4 separate regions of the Mus musculus genome follow, and regions 2, 3 and 4 are each linked to region 1. The links are chromatin contacts, called in public HiChIP or PLAC-seq and promoter capture Hi-C maps. All regions are on one chromosome and are shown on one strand. Each heading gives the region's core, a stretch centred on a gene start, on an enhancer-like site or on the middle of the called end of the contact. The rest is flanking DNA. Distances are from core to core; before and after follow the strand shown. Region 1 holds the start of Slc35d3 (solute carrier family 35, member D3). Region 2 holds the start of Aldh8a1 (aldehyde dehydrogenase 8 family, member A1). Region 3 holds the start of Arfgef3 (ARFGEF family member 3). Region 4 holds the start of 4930444F02Rik (RIKEN cDNA 4930444F02 gene).

What was found. Promoter capture Hi-C pulls out the DNA fragments that hold promoters and counts their contacts. HiChIP or PLAC-seq counts read pairs in DNA pulled down with a chosen protein or histone mark.
Region 2: an HNF4G HiChIP or PLAC-seq map of pancreatic cancer cells shows a contact between it and region 1. The contact joins the promoter of Aldh8a1 here to the promoter of Slc35d3 in region 1. A contact is called at or near these places in 1 of 39 promoter capture datasets (pre-B cells) and 1 of 115 datasets of contacts at active chromatin or transcription factors (pancreatic cancer cells).
Region 3: a promoter capture Hi-C map of stem cell-derived epiblast-like cells shows a contact between it and region 1, with 2.3 times the contacts expected there. The contact joins the promoter of Arfgef3 here to the promoter of Slc35d3 in region 1. A contact is called at or near these places in 3 of 39 promoter capture datasets (the 3T3-L1 cell line, second pharyngeal arch cranial neural crest and stem cell-derived epiblast-like cells).
Region 4: an H3K27ac HiChIP or PLAC-seq map of embryonic stem cells shows a contact between it and region 1, with 3 times the contacts expected there. The contact joins the promoter of 4930444F02Rik here to the promoter of Slc35d3 in region 1. A contact is called at or near these places in 1 of 115 datasets of contacts at active chromatin or transcription factors (embryonic stem cells) and 1 of 9 other capture datasets (adipose tissue).

Annotation. Positions count from the first base shown.
Region 1 is chr10:19,849,855-19,853,492 of GRCm38.p6, reverse strand. Slc35d3 (solute carrier family 35, member D3) reads left to right here and starts at 2,034. Exons shown (of 2, transcript NM_029529.3): 1 at 2,034-2,909. The coding sequence starts at 2,471.
Region 2 is chr10:21,375,310-21,378,947 of GRCm38.p6, reverse strand. It overlaps Aldh8a1 (aldehyde dehydrogenase 8 family, member A1), which reads right to left and starts at 1,648. Exons shown (of 7, transcript NM_178713.4): 1 at 1,470-1,648. The coding sequence starts at 1,607.
Region 3 is chr10:18,741,694-18,745,331 of GRCm38.p6, reverse strand. It overlaps Arfgef3 (ARFGEF family member 3), which reads left to right and starts at 1,574. Exons shown (of 34, transcript NM_001033258.4): 1 at 1,574-1,791. The coding sequence starts at 1,707. It overlaps Gm32926 (predicted gene, 32926), which reads right to left and starts at 1,861. Exons shown (of 5, transcript NR_152783.1): 1 at 1,448-1,861.
Region 4 is chr10:18,829,874-18,833,511 of GRCm38.p6, reverse strand. 4930444F02Rik (RIKEN cDNA 4930444F02 gene) reads left to right here and starts at 1,582. Exons shown (of 4, transcript NR_102728.1): 1 at 1,582-1,796; 2 at 2,721-3,638. Gm32926 (predicted gene, 32926) reads right to left here. Exons shown (of 5, transcript NR_152783.1): 4 at 2,019-2,068.

The sequences.
Region 1 (3,638 bases), core at 785-3,284:
TTGTTAGAGATGGGTTAATTTGTTAGGTCCTACTAGGGAACTATATATAATACAGCAGAGAAAATCTGCTGTTTCATACCTCGTAGATCAGAAATACTAAGCCAAGTAGTCTTGCCTAAATGAGAAGGGTAAGGTAGCTGAGTCAGCCCCCAATCTTCCAACTAATGTTAGTATCAAAAATGGAAGTAATTATAATTGCTGGCAGAAATGAATCATTCAGAGCTAGGGCTGTAGGGGCTCTTCTTTATAACATTCTCTTATAATAGGATGGCTTGCAGCAGCGGCCCAGTTAATTGGAGTGGTCAGGAGAAACGGGAATCTCCTATTGAAAATCTTAGTTAAAAAAAAAGTTCACGTTCAGTCTTGATCCCTGTATATTTTGAATATACTCTTAAACTATACTCATAATTTGTATGACTACCTCAGCCTTTCCTAAACCCTTGTCAACCAGAGTCTCTTAAATAGCTAGTAGTGTGTAACCACAGCTTACAGTAATAAAACTGAAGCGTTCCCAGGGGAACCAAAGCCCAAGAGCTACTGGGGAACCGGAAACTTTGAAGCACAGTGCAGCTAGGGGTTATTCCTGCAAAGTCAGCTTTGCGGGGACCCATACTTACCTGAGTGCACACCTGTCAGGGACACAGCAGGTGGCTGTGCTGGGCGCTAGCCTAAGCCTGCCTATGGCTGAGATGGTGTGCTTTCTCACGAGAGCACCCACAATACAAAAGCTGGCCCACATGAGAAACTGCAGTGAACCTGGTTCTAATTCCTGTTCCAATTTCTTCCTCCTGCTGAGCTTATAATCCGTTTCTACATCTGTACCCCACGGTTGGGTGCATCATAGAAGTGGAAAACCATAAAGATAAAAGATTTCGAGGAAATGTACCCATGTGCCCAGGCAAGGAGATGTGGTGTTTAAAGGTTTGAAATTCCAGTCGTTAAGAGATGAGACCCCAGTGACTGAAAGGGACGTGACACAGAGACCAGAGACCTCAAATCCTTAGCTTCTCAGCGGAAGCTTGGACATCACTATAAATTTTAAATAGCATGGGAAAAAAAAAAAAAAAAAAAAAAAAACGACTGTAGCTGGCAATTACAGAAGCCAAGCTAGTGGCTCTGCGCTGCTGAGTTTTCTGAGGGTCAGAACGTAACTTGCCTGCAAGTGAATTCAGATCAAAGCCTCACTGGGGTGGGGGTGGAAGGACCTGGAGCGAGTGGGGGTGGGGGTAGTCACAAAAGGTAAAGTAGGGAGGAACACATGCGCACTTTTCACAATGGGGCAGAGGAGTGCTCTCTGGCGAGGGAAAGTGGTACCCACACAATCCTACTATCTGAAGCCGGTTCCCTGGAATTCAAAAACCGTTCTCCGGAACACCTGGACAGGGTGGAGTGTCTATGGTTCATCCTTGCGTCACACACCCTCTGCTTTCTCCCTTTCGTCATTTCAGCAGTCCATCTATCTCTACCTGGCCTCTGGGCTCCTTCCCCTCACGCTCCTTCACTGCTAGTACTATCAGCTTGCCCTCGGTTAGTGTCTGCTTTTGCCTATTTTATATCTTTGCCTAAATTAAGTGTGTCCCTCCATTCCCACGACCCGATGCCCAGACGCCATTCTCCATAAGGAAAGCTCCTGCAGCGCCACGCAGGATCTCAGGACCTTTTCTGGGAGGGGCGCAGAACCCAAGCTCACAGCCTGGCACCAGAAAAGGCCAACTTCGGGGCTCCAAAGCACTCCCCAGCAGCTGGTTCTTTTAAGGCCCTGGGATCTAATGTCAGGGGGCCCGCCGCCCTCCAGCACCGACGTGTCTCATTTCCCGTGCAGCGCTGAGAGAGACCGTGGGTGGAAAATCCGCTGCAACTCGCGGGCCACCGGGCTGGGGGCGCCGTCACTTGTTGCGACCAATGAACGGTGCTCAGTGCTGGAGCGTTGTTTCTAATACCGTCTTTAGCTGTGCAGGGGATCCCCCAGCACGCACCCCGCTGCTCTGCCACTGTGGGAAGGGAGGAGGTGCCGCGCCCGGAGAGCCGACCCCGGTGGGCGCTGGATGCCCCAGGGAAGCAGGCTCCACCCGCCCCGCGGCAGCCGCCTCAGCAGGTCCAGTCCGCACTCCGCAGAGCATCCTTCTGACCCAGGAACCACACGGGACACAGCTCATCAGGGATCCTCACCTACTTCCAAGTCGCGGTCTCTAGGATTCCCGCCACTCCTCTCACACCCGTCCCCCACCCCTGCCACTTTTCGGAGTCCCCCGCCCCCGCCTCCCGGCATCTGCGGGGCAGTCGCACGCGGAGCTGCTGAGCCGGGAGGACGCCCGGCTGGAGCTGCCCTCCGCAGCCCAGCCCGCACTCCCTGCCCTTCGCTTCGTCCCGCCGCCCGGCCCGCGCCCCCGCTGCCCTCGCTCTGCGCCTCCCCGCCGACCTCCTGCGAGTCTCGAGCTCCGCCACGGCGGGGTACGGCGGGGCCGGCGCGATGCGGCAGCTGTGCCGGGGCCGCGTGCTGGGCATCTCGGTGGCGATCGCGCACGGGGTCTTTTCTGGCTCCCTCAACATCCTGCTCAAGTTCCTCATCAGCCGCTACCAGTTCTCCTTCCTGACCCTGGTGCAGTGCCTGACCAGCTCCACCGCCGCGCTGAGCCTGGAGCTGCTGCGGCGCCTGGGGCTCATTGCCGTGCCCCCCTTCGGCCTGAGCCTAGCTCGCTCCTTCGCTGGGGTTGCCGTGCTCTCCACGCTGCAGTCCAGTCTCACTCTCTGGTCGCTGCGCGGCCTCAGCCTGCCCATGTACGTAGTCTTCAAGCGCTGCCTGCCCCTAGTCACCATGCTCATCGGTGTGCTGGTGCTCAAGAACGGCGCGCCCTCGCCCGGAGTGCTAGCGGCCGTGCTCATCACCACCTGCGGCGCCGCCCTGGCAGGTGAGCGGGACCCGCGTCAACCCTGGTCCACCCAACCCACCCGGTAGAGACCGCTGGGACCACTCGGTGCAACGCCCTCACTGCCAGATGGGGATACTGAGGCAGGGAGCTTTGAGTGGTCCTTGGGATCACAAAAGGGACTTTTCTTCTGAGACCCAGCGCAGCCTCTCTCAGCCTTCAAGCCTCCTCCATCAGCCCTGCCCCCCAGGTGTCCAGGCTTCCGCCACCCCACCCCCACCCCTTTCCTCCCCCACCCGGGTCTTTCTTGTTCAGCCCCTTCCTCAGGAGGGATGGAGAGTCGCCAGCGCAGAGAACTGGAGTCCAGCCCTGCACTGAGCCGGAAGGAAGGGGGCCGGGAACTTCCTCGGATCACGCGGGGTTGGGGAGCTGGAGAGACGGGAGTGAAGCCTGAGCAACCTGGGCTCAGTACCCGGGCCCTAGGCAAAAGGAACCGCCCCGGGGCTCAAGGGCAGGAGGGGCGGGGAGGACCCCCGGGGAATCCAGCTGCGGGCAGAGGGGAAACACTCTTTCCGGGGCCGTGCCCGCACTCGGTTGAGGCCGCTAGCTGGGGTTCCCTGTCCCTTCCGGTGCCCACGGGGCGGGAACCACCCTCCCAGGTGGCCTCCGTGCAGGCTTCAGGGACCCCAAGGAGCCTACCCAGAGAGCATCTGATCTCCCCCTGGCCTTCGCCCTGGCTAGAGGAAGACCGGGTACATTAGCTCGGCTTGA
Region 2 (3,638 bases), core at 399-2,898, 1.5 Mb before region 1:
GTGAAAAGATCTTTTTGACCTCCATCAGAGTCTTGACCCACAGGCTGAGAACCACTGTTATAGCATAAGTTTCCTCGCCCTACCCATGATAGAGGCTTCTGTTGGAACGGGAGTGTGGGGCTCCCAGGGTAAATAAGCAGATGCCCTCTTGTGGCCAAAACGTGATGCACTCAGAATGCATCTGAGTGCTTTTCTGCCCTCCTGTATGGTTCAGATTAAGTCTACAGGTTGTACTATCTCAGTTTGCACTGCATGCAAGCAAGCGCGCTCGAGCAAGCACGCACACACACACACACACACACACTCACACAGGCCCAAAATTCGGCACATATCTTGTAAAATCAACAAAGACACAGCTTTTGTGGAACCCAAAATATTTGCAAACTGGATTGCTGAGAAAATAAAACATACATATTACTGGAAAAGCAAAAGCAAATATGTTTTATTCTATTTCCTGAAGAAGTGCCAGCCGGTACCACACTCCACCTGCATCTCCTCACTTTGGAAACACCAGGAGATGGAGAAGAGAAGCCTTGGTCTCATGCAGTTTGGGTCATTGGAAGCAAGCAAAATTGCTGGTTACAATGTAACTAACAAGTTACCCAATATTCTTAAACTTTAGTACAGAGTCTAAAGTTGTTTTTTTCCTCTAGAAGACAGATTTAAAATTTACCAGTGAAGAAAAAAAGTTGAATTTTTGAAGAAAAAACTTGGCATATAAGATATATTTATATAGGAAGATTGGAATTATATTATAATCGAGTTGTTTGTGCCTTGAAAAGAATAAACAATGGGCGGTTTGCATTTGGTAACCACACACACATCAGTCACTCAGCACACCAAACATTTTTTATTCTCAGTGCAATAATTCATAACATTAAATATATCTCAAGCATTTTACAAAATTCCCCAAGTGACTTAATTCTTCATAACTAGAAAAGAAAGAAAAAGGAAAGAGAAAGGGACATGAACCCTCATTTTTTAAGTTGTTAAGTTTAATGAAATGACATGAGAGTTTAATTTTCAGCTTCATTACTCAAATAACTGGCTTTATTAGACTGGGTATTCTCAGAGATATGAGGAACTATCAGATGATGGTCTAAAATAAAGTACTGGGCTTTTGTTTTGTTCCCAATTTAAGTTTTCAAGATTTATTTTTATAAACCCATGGAGCCAGTGGGCACTTTGTAGAGAGAAGGATGCATTTCATATCGTAAGAGTTCTCTATAACTATTACAATCTGTCTGAGAATTACAAACATTAAAACCACTGTTCCCACAGCTAACAACTTTCTCTTGAACATAGTAAACTCAGAGCCATTCCAGCTCAGACCAGTCCATTCATATGATAAACTACCTTATAAAATGCTACATTTTCCTTCATCCTCTCCCCTTTAGTTTTAGAAAATGGTTGTCTACAATTTGTCAACACAGTAAATACGTTTTAGTTTCCCAAGTGAATAGACTTACCTCTTCTTTCCCACTGTTTGGAACTTTGCAATAAACTTCCCCTGTTGATGGATCGTAAGAATCTATATATGAGTTACAGGGTAAAAACTTCCCACCTATAAAGTTCTCCAACATCAAAAGTTCCCTTTTTCCAGCCATGTTAGGAAAGTGCCCTCTGTGTACAGCAGCCCTCTGTGACTGCCCTCAGGACTTTGGACACCCTCATCTCACCCCCAGGCCCAGTGTCCTCATTTGCATATCCGAACCTGGGAGGAGGAGACCCGCTGCGCTTCAGAACTTTCCTGATTCCAAACTCGGATGGTTCTTGAAGGCAACTCATGGTCCATTCTGAGAAATGGGCACTGCATTAAACTAACATCAAGTTACATATGTACAATGTCTTCAGATTGTCCTTTCATATCAACTGTGTGTGTGTGTGTGTGTGTGTGTGTGTGTGAGATGATTTTATCGGCACTGCACCATAAGTGCCCACTGTTTAAACACGAAGTGCAAAGCATAAAGAAAATTGGCTCCACAGAATATTGTCCCATGCAGCAATCCTTACTTCCTCCTTTCTAGGGAAGGCATTGAGCCTCTGGAAGGTTACACAATGTGGCCAAGGTCACACATGAACACTCAAGTACTGACAGGAAATGAGAAGAAACTTTAGCTACATTTACACCTAACAGCCTGTGAGTCCATCTCAGGAGGATGCATCCATGTCCCTGTAGGGACTGGCCACAGGAGCAAGGGAGCCGTCTTCACTACCCGGCAATGCCGTGGTTTGAACGCTCAGAATTCGGGCACGTTTAACCCTCCAGTGGCAGTGTTTAAGTGGGCACTCCTGGAGTTAAGGTGCTGCTCACGGCCTCGGTGGTGCCTTCGAAACAGGCTATGGGTCATTTGTGCCTTCTGCCGCAGGAGCACAGCTGCCCTGCCTGGTGAGGAAGTGGCAGAGGCAGGGGATATTTACCATACACAATCTCCTCACACCAACATCATGGGCTTCCCAGTCTCCAGAACAACAAGAATTCAGGTTCTCTCAAGTGATCGATTTTCAGTTATTCTGTCACAGCTGAACAGACCAGCACATGGCCTCTGAGAGGACAGGACACACCACCGTTCACTCTGCTGAGGCTCCATGGATAACCAAACTCTCTTGTGCATCATAGCGCTTGTTTTGTATTTTGCAAGTAACCCTCTGAAGGTCTTGTTCCTTCTGTTCTCCATGTTGCTATCTCCCCATCCTTCCTGTACTTCACGTCTCCACCTACTGACGGCTGTCTGTCGTCTTTGGCGTCCCATTTTCACCACAGTGCATTTGGTGAGAATTTGTTCTTAACCGTGACTGGAAGAGGCTGCTTTTCTACCACTGGCTTTGTCTTTCACCAGTTGTGGAAATGTTTTGGCTGCTGTATTGCTGTGTTTCCATTCTCTGTATTTCTACCTTGTAGAATGTTTAAAATGTAAAGAGAGCATCTTCAATTTCTTACTGACCATGAATCTCCTCCCTCCCTGTCTCTGTCTTTCCCTCCCTCCCTCTCTCCCTCCCTCCTGGCCAGCTTCTTCCCCCTCCTCCTTTGACTCTGAGCTACACTCTCCAAATCTTGCCTCTACTCTCTGTCCGTCCCCCAGCCCCACAACAGGGCTCCTATGGAGCTGACTCCTCCAATGGCAGCACCTGCCCTGAACTCTGTTTCCTCGGCCTGCCAGCCAACACGCCATTCCCTAAGGTCCCTGCAGGCCAAAAGGCAGAATTCACCCTCTCACACTGGCCAGCAGGCTACCACTGCTTCCGGCTAGAAACAGAACAGAACTACGGGGGCTGCCTCCCACTCCCTCTGTCCCTTACGGCCCTATGAAACTTCTGTGCTTGTTCCTTTGAGCTTTTCTTTAAGATTGGAATTTCATCTCCTTCTGCTTTCCAAGAAAAAACAAATGGGGAAAACAGGAACCCATCTGCCAGAGCACACAACCACCTCATGGCAGAGCAGGCCCCTCGCCCCTCCACCTAAGCCCACCAAAGAAAAAACACACCTGAAGCCAAAGGTTTTCAGGGTTTGTTTAAATGCTTAGAAGTTCTCCTAACAGGAACACCTGTAACAATGTTTGTGCTTTTCAACCCACAATTTTCTCTCTTCTTTATTTAAATGTTTGTTTTTCTCCCTAGCATTCATGTGTTACCAAAAA
Region 3 (3,638 bases), core at 325-2,824, 1.1 Mb after region 1:
CCTCCATATCATCTTTACCTTACCAAATGGGGCCAACGTCTTCTGACTTCCTAAAGAAAACCAGAATGCTCCCCTCATGCTGCCTCTATCCAGTCTTCTCTATCCAGGCGTCAAACCCTTTGGCAGTGTCTCCCCAAATGTCTCTCTTCCAGACCACCTAAAGTCCAGTTTATTCTAAGGTTGATGTGAAACCTGCTTAAACTCCCCCAAGACATCACTCTCTCTGCAGACAGCATCCCTATCAGTAGAAATATATTTCTAATAAAAACTGAATTTGTGCTGGGTGTGGTGGCACACGTCTTGAAACCCTGCACTCAGGAAGCAGAGCAGAGGTCTCTGTAAATCCAGTCAGCCTGGTCTACAGAGCAAGTTCCAAGACAGCCAGAGCTACTAAATGAGATGCTGGTTTTGGGGGGAAAAATTAAAATACAAAGAACAAAAATTCGCTTCTAAGTCCACCCTCACTACCTGTCACAGCTCTCAGAACAAGGTCATTGCTTTCCAGTCAGGACTCTTGCCTGTAACAGCTGGCAAAGGAAGCACCAGAAGTCACTCAAATAGCAGAGGCTTACTCACTCCCCCCTCCTAGTTTAGTCCCCCTGGCTTCCCTGCCTATCAAAAGCTAACATCAACTGTCTGTGCCAGTGTGTCTCTTCAGAGGGAAACAACCAGTACACGAGGTAAAGGAAGGAAGGGAAGAGATTCTTTTATTATTATTATTATTATTACTATTATTACTTTGACAGTCTCGTGTCCCTCAAGCCCATCTCACACTGACTGTATAGGCAAGGATGACCTTGAACTTCTAACTTTCCTATCTTCACCTGCTGGTACTGAAGGTTTTAAAAAACATCTTTGGATTTGGGCTGTGTGGAATACATTCTTGTTGGCTGGGAAGTAGCTGAGGTCTAATTTCCTTGTGTATATACTGGGCCATTAATTTCTAACATACAGGGCAGTCCCACAGGTTGACTACTGGTCTATTTATAGATTTTAAGTTGTCAGTTAAATCTATTGATTTTTTTTTCTTTTTTCAATTTCTGCCTTAGCTGGTTTGGTAGAAATCTCAATGTACTAAGGGAAGCGTATTCATTTTAATCTTCTAAATCTTTTCTGGTTTAATTTTCACATCGAATTCTCTAATTATTAGAGAGAACTGTATTAGAGTCTAATGTATGCGTGTAATACATTGTAAGCTCCCAGCAGGCAGGCATATGACGTAGTTCTCGCTGGATGGCTCCAACCTTACACAGGGAGGGGACCAGCTGTTTACTATTTACTATTTATTACTATCTACCCCCTAGTGTAGCAGGTCTCAGAGATGCCTGATGCGCCGGCCCAGCAGGTGATTGGCACAAGCGACCAGGCCCCTCCCTGCCTTCCGCCCGTGGATCTCGGTGATTTCCCTAGGGCAGAGACTGGCCGGCAGCCAGCCACAGATCCCCACCTTTGGATGAAGCTTGGTACCCCAGGTCCTCTTGGACGTTAGGTAGACGGCCGGGGCCTCCCGGGTTCCCCTGCTGGTGAGCGCACCTGACCCGGCGGGCGTGGCAACAGGCGTGGCGGCGGGGCTGACGTGGCCTGTGGCGCGGAGCGGGTGTGATTCATCAGCGGCCGCCGAGAGCCATGGGGACGAGTGCCGAGGCCTCCTAGGCGCGTCCCCTGCGCGATCTCGGGGTCGGTGGCCTGGCTCTAGGAAGGCCAAGATGGAAGAGATCCTGAGGAAGCTGCAGAGAGATGCGTCCGGGAGCAAATACAAAGCCATCAAAGAGAGCTGCACCTGGGCCCTGGGTAAGTGAGGGCGATGCGCGGGAGCCGAGGGGCTGCGCAGGGACACCTGCTCCCGGATCACAGGCTCCTCGGGCCCCTGGGCAGGAGGGACTGCCACCGACTATGGGTTATGAATGTTGCCTCGGATACTTAATGCGGGGTATGAAAATCTTGGCTCAGCGTGGGCATCCAGCTGTCTCCATCTGGTTCCCTTACCGCTTCCCAAACCTCTATGGGAACCGTTGCCTTTGCTGTGAGGTAACCTCATTCCTGGTCCCTAGAGCCCATAGACAAGGGTTCCTCTCCCCCCCCCCCCCCCAATAGCCAAGTTAGGACCTCCAGCTTGTATGAAATCAGGGCCCTGGTTTCCAGGGGTATGGAAGAAAAAAGGAAGTTAATTAAAGCAACAGCCCTCTTCTCAAACACTGGTGAGTGGAACCAGGAAGGAAGGCTTGTTTAATTTGATTTTGCTGATAGAAGCCACCTTGCTAAATATTCGCTTTTATGGCTATTGTGCATGGAACATAACAGACTGAAGGAATTGTGTTTCTCTTGCAGTTCGGTTATTGACTTGCCCTCAGACAGGTGGGCTTTTAGTTGTGTGAGCTGTGCTAAAATTGAGATAAGTTCCTGGTAGCAAATGAGCATTTCCCATCCTGTAGGCTGCAGTTCTCAAAATCGGAAAACAAACGGAATGACATGTCAATTAGGCAAGACCAAGGCGCTGAGAATGGGGGGTGGGGGGGGTGGGGGGGGTGGAGTGAACTGTACTATATAGACAGCCCACTAAGCCCCTTGCTTTACCAGAGCCTGCGTGATATGCCTCTGTAACCAGCTAATTAAAAACAACAACAACAACAAAAACCCAGGAACCCCTTCCCTTGAAATAAAAACCAATCGGTGATTGTCATGATTCTGTGCTGTGTGCAACCTGGAAAATAAGGCACAGAAATGCCGTTAGCCGTAGGTCCAACTAAAGACAGAATTCTCATAGTGTTTTAGGTCATGCTGTTCTGACAGAAGGTCCTAATTCACATGTTTGTGCACACATGTGTGTCTGTGTCTCTGTGTGTAGACAATTGTAGCAGCACCATCCTTTGTTTAATCTCTGCATAGCCCTAAATTGTCTCAATTATTGCCCAGGGAGTTTATCTTGTAGGTAGAACTAGTGTTTGGCCATTTTAGTGTAATGTTAAATGCAAATGGACTAGCTGTCTGAGAAGCAGCAAGGCTCTTAAAGCCGCAGTAAGATTTCAGTGTGGCCATTACCGTTTACTGTTCAGCAGTGATTCGAAGCTGGATTCCCAAATGCCTCTCTAATGAAGGGTCACAGATGGCTGGCTAACATAATAAAGCAGGACCTGACTGGGCATGAAATACACCATTCCTAGTATTCCTTATTAGTTTGCTGTAAACGAAACGGATTGAGATAAACGCAGAGGTGTAGAGTAACCCAGTGTTTTTAATAAGTTGGGCATTCGATATTCAACATCTTGTGTTTAAACCACGGCTGTTGAACTTAGGCCCTTGAAGCTACTGGGGAAGAAGCCCGGAGCCGAGGACAAGTAGATTTTCTGGGTCAAGTTCAGAATTCACCTTGACCGTAAGAATAGATGAGGTCCCTTTTGCCGCTCCTTGATCACTCTGTAATTAGCAAGAGAAGAGATAAAGCTATGACAGCTAAATAATAGCACGGAACCTTCCTGGGTACATGGGGTACATGGGAACAACCACAGTTGGAAAACCGGGCATGAGAGCTTCAGTGAGATAGGGTCTGACTATGAGGGGAGGAGAAGGGAGACTGAGTAGATTTCACGAAAGAATGGGTAATCTTTCCATTCTCTAATTTTTCTTCTTTTTTTTTTTCC
Region 4 (3,638 bases), core at 333-2,832, 1.0 Mb after region 1:
TAAAGGAGTGAGCCATGGCTGCCCAACATCCTCCTAGGTTAAATGAGGTACTTTCTCTGGTGTTGTGTCTATCTTTCACAACAATAAATATAGATAGGCATTATTTCCACACTGTCTCCTACATATTCGGAGAGACATTAATCTTTTTGCTGACAATAAATCTGGTATGTTCAAGAAAAATTTTGGAAACATGATTATCATTTTGGAGAATTATGTGAAATGTGTGGAAATATGACAAAAGCAAAGAGAGCATTTAATTTAGCTATAATGTAAAGATACTTTCCACAGGGAATAGACACTTCTTGCTTTTCTTTTCCTTGTTGTGAAATGAAAGATCTGATCCACCAGTGGATGGAACAGGGTAACCGAGAACGTATGTCATCCAGCGAGGACCATCACTCTTGAATGTTCAGAGGATGAGTTAATTTATGTGGAATTCAGAGTTTTCACGCACATTGACACATAATAAATTGTATTACATTTTAAATGCCAACATAAAACAATAAAATCAGGAGACAGACGTAGAGGTGTGGATTAAAGGAAAAGTATTTGCCTGCATGATGTGTTAAGTGTATATTCCCAGCATCACAAAAACAACTTAAGAAAATTCTACAACTCTCATGTACCTACACCCTTAAGTATTTTTGCAATGTTTTAACTTAGCACTATGTTTTAAGAAGGCAGAATCTTCCAAAGATGGCTGGCATGGTTGAGTACTTAGCTCACTGAAAGGGTGAATAAAAATATAATGGCTCCAATCTATTAACTAGCTAGCTTGTCCAGTGATGTGTAATGTCTACACTCCGGAGGCTGAGGCAGGAGGAGCACCATGATTCAAGGCCAGCCTGATCTCTGCACTAATTTCTATGCCAAGTTTGGGAGGAGGAGCCAGGGGAAAGCTGCCTTTGGTATTGTTTGGGGAGTTTACGATCAGTGTGAGGTTGGAGGTTTCTAAAGCCCTAAAGCCCACGGTTTCTACTGTGTCTTTTGCTTATGTCCAGAAAATGCTTTCTGGATTTCTACAGAAAAGGACACCTTTGGACATCAGTGTGCTTTAGGAAGCAAGACCGGAGCAACGGGAGTTGAACAGTTTGTCTATACTGCAAGATTGTGCCAGGGAAAAACATAGCTGGGCATTAAGAACCACTCCGGGACTGGCTGGCATTACACCTACACTGAAGTAGCTGTGACAACAAAATACCAGTGATTTGTGCCTCACTGAGTTTCCACACGTGGTGAAAAATTCAGGAAGGCTGGGGTCATCAGATGACTGAGTTCCAATGAGCTGAACAATCCCAGTCCACTACAGGTACCTCATGCTGTGAACAGGGATGCCCCAGGTAGAAGGGGCTTGCTTGAAAGTATTTAGCTGAGGTGAGGGGCAGGCCAGGGCTGGGCTAGGGGCGGAACTAGGAGGAGTGGGGTGTAACCACAAGATGGGGGTGGGCTGGAGAGACAGAGCAAACATTCTTGGCTGTTGCAAGGTCTGCAAACTTTCACAGATCAGCCAGTGGTGTTAGGTCCTTTGGTCACATGCCACAGGAGCGCGCGCCCTCCTCACCAACGGTCCCACTGGTCTTCACTAACCGCAGAGCTGAGGCCAGTGCAGGCTCCTCTGCCTCCTACCGCCCAGGGCAAGCTTAGGAGGTGTCCTAAACCTGCCTAAATTGCCAGGGCAACTGTGAGGCAATGCACAGAAGCTCACTCGGCCACAGGGTGATACAGTGGACCCACGCAGAGCCAAGGAAGCTGCACAGGGACAAGGGCTGATGATATTGAAAGTTCATATGGATCAGGTGAATGTTTTCACGGTTACAGTTGGTCCACATAGGGACTATTCACAGAAACACTATGGGCATCGGAATGAATATGCTTAGCTTGGGCCGTGGGTGGTAAATTGTTAGCTTGTAAATTTTAGAAAAATGGCTATTTAATAAGTATTTAGTGCTTACTCTGTACAACGTGAGAGGCGTGTCCAACTTAATACTGAGAAAATGTTTGTAGAAAAGTAAATTTACCTGGACAGATTACTACTAAGATTGCTTCTCTTGTGTGTCGCGTAGCAATCCTGTGAAGAGGGAGAGTTCTTTTGGGTACTTAAAACAACAACAAAAAGCAACAAAAAACAAAAAAACATTGTATTATTGGTTATGAAACCAATTATATGAAACCAACCCACAAAGCTGCTTTTGGTGAAGGGTTTTATTTGCTAGACAAATATTAGTTATATAGGCAAAGTTAGCAAATACTTGAAGCATTAATAATAGGTCATAGGAAAATATGCTTTCTTAAATGGCCATGGCAGTTGTGAAGAAAAGACTACGAATCTTTTTAAGAGTTCCTTCCATCTGTGGAGAATCCATCTTACAATAATATATATATATATATATATATATATATATATACACACACACACACATGTATTAACATATACATTGTGAGTGAATATGTTTCGGTGTGTTCATAAATGTACTACAAGCTACATATATCCCTAGACCTACAGCAACTCACTTTGAACAGCAGGCTGGCCCCGAACTCACATAGATTGGCCTGCCTCTGCCTCCTGGGTGCTGGGATTAAAGGTATGCACTACCACACCCAACTCTTTATTAATGTTTTTAAAGTCCCTTTCAGAACACTGCATCTGCATGTTCCATAGATACATATATTATATACACACACACATGTGTAGGTGACTTGTATTTTTATTCTGTTAACAGTGTGTTTCCCACCAGAACCAGATGTGAATACCCTTTCACTGAAAACTCCATGTTCTTTGGCTTCAGGAAAGAGCAAAATCAAGCATAGTGCTGCAACTGATCTGGACGCTTCCTTCCTGATGGCTGGCTTTCCTGATGCTGGAATGTGCCTTGCAGGTTCTGGGAGAGAAAAATCATTACAGGCTTAAGTTCCTGTGCTACATGACTGACCTGCTGAGCAATATGCTACTGGAGTGATAGTTTTATGACCGTTAAGGGAATAGTCAGCTGCTTTTGACTGAATTTGAGGTCAGCTACACTTGGAATTCACATTCGGTTCTAGAAAGCTGTTCAGTAACCCTTGGCTGGGCAGCCACTAGGCCCTGCTGTGGAAGGTTCTACTGTTTTGCTAAATGAGCACGTTGCACCCAGCAAATTGCCTTCTAAATAGTTATGTCTATGTCTACGTCTACATATTAGTGCTGCTCTCAGCTTCGGTCACACAAACTTCTTTTTCAGTTAGTGGCAGCTATTGCAGCAGAGACTCAGGGTCAACATGCTAAGAGTTGGTGACTGTTGAAGACTCAGCACTAAATATACATCAATATCATTCCAAGGCTCAGGGACCATTGTGGAAGATGGAGTGGAAAAAAAAATCTAAGAGACAGTAGAGGTAGTGGGAACTGATGGGACTCTGTCTTCAGGCAACATCATGTTCTACACACATGAACTCAGAGCAGCACCTGAACAAGTCTGGGTACCTCAGCATTGCATTATAGTGTTTATACCTGTGGCATGATCAAAGAGGCCTAGTAATGAAGAAATTCTTGGCTGGCCAAGGTGCTGAGAGCAAGTGACTGATCAGTGCTCATAGAATGTTGTAGAAGAAGGGGATTGTGAGCACCAGACAATGGTGGGGTGAGGAGGGCTGCGATAAGC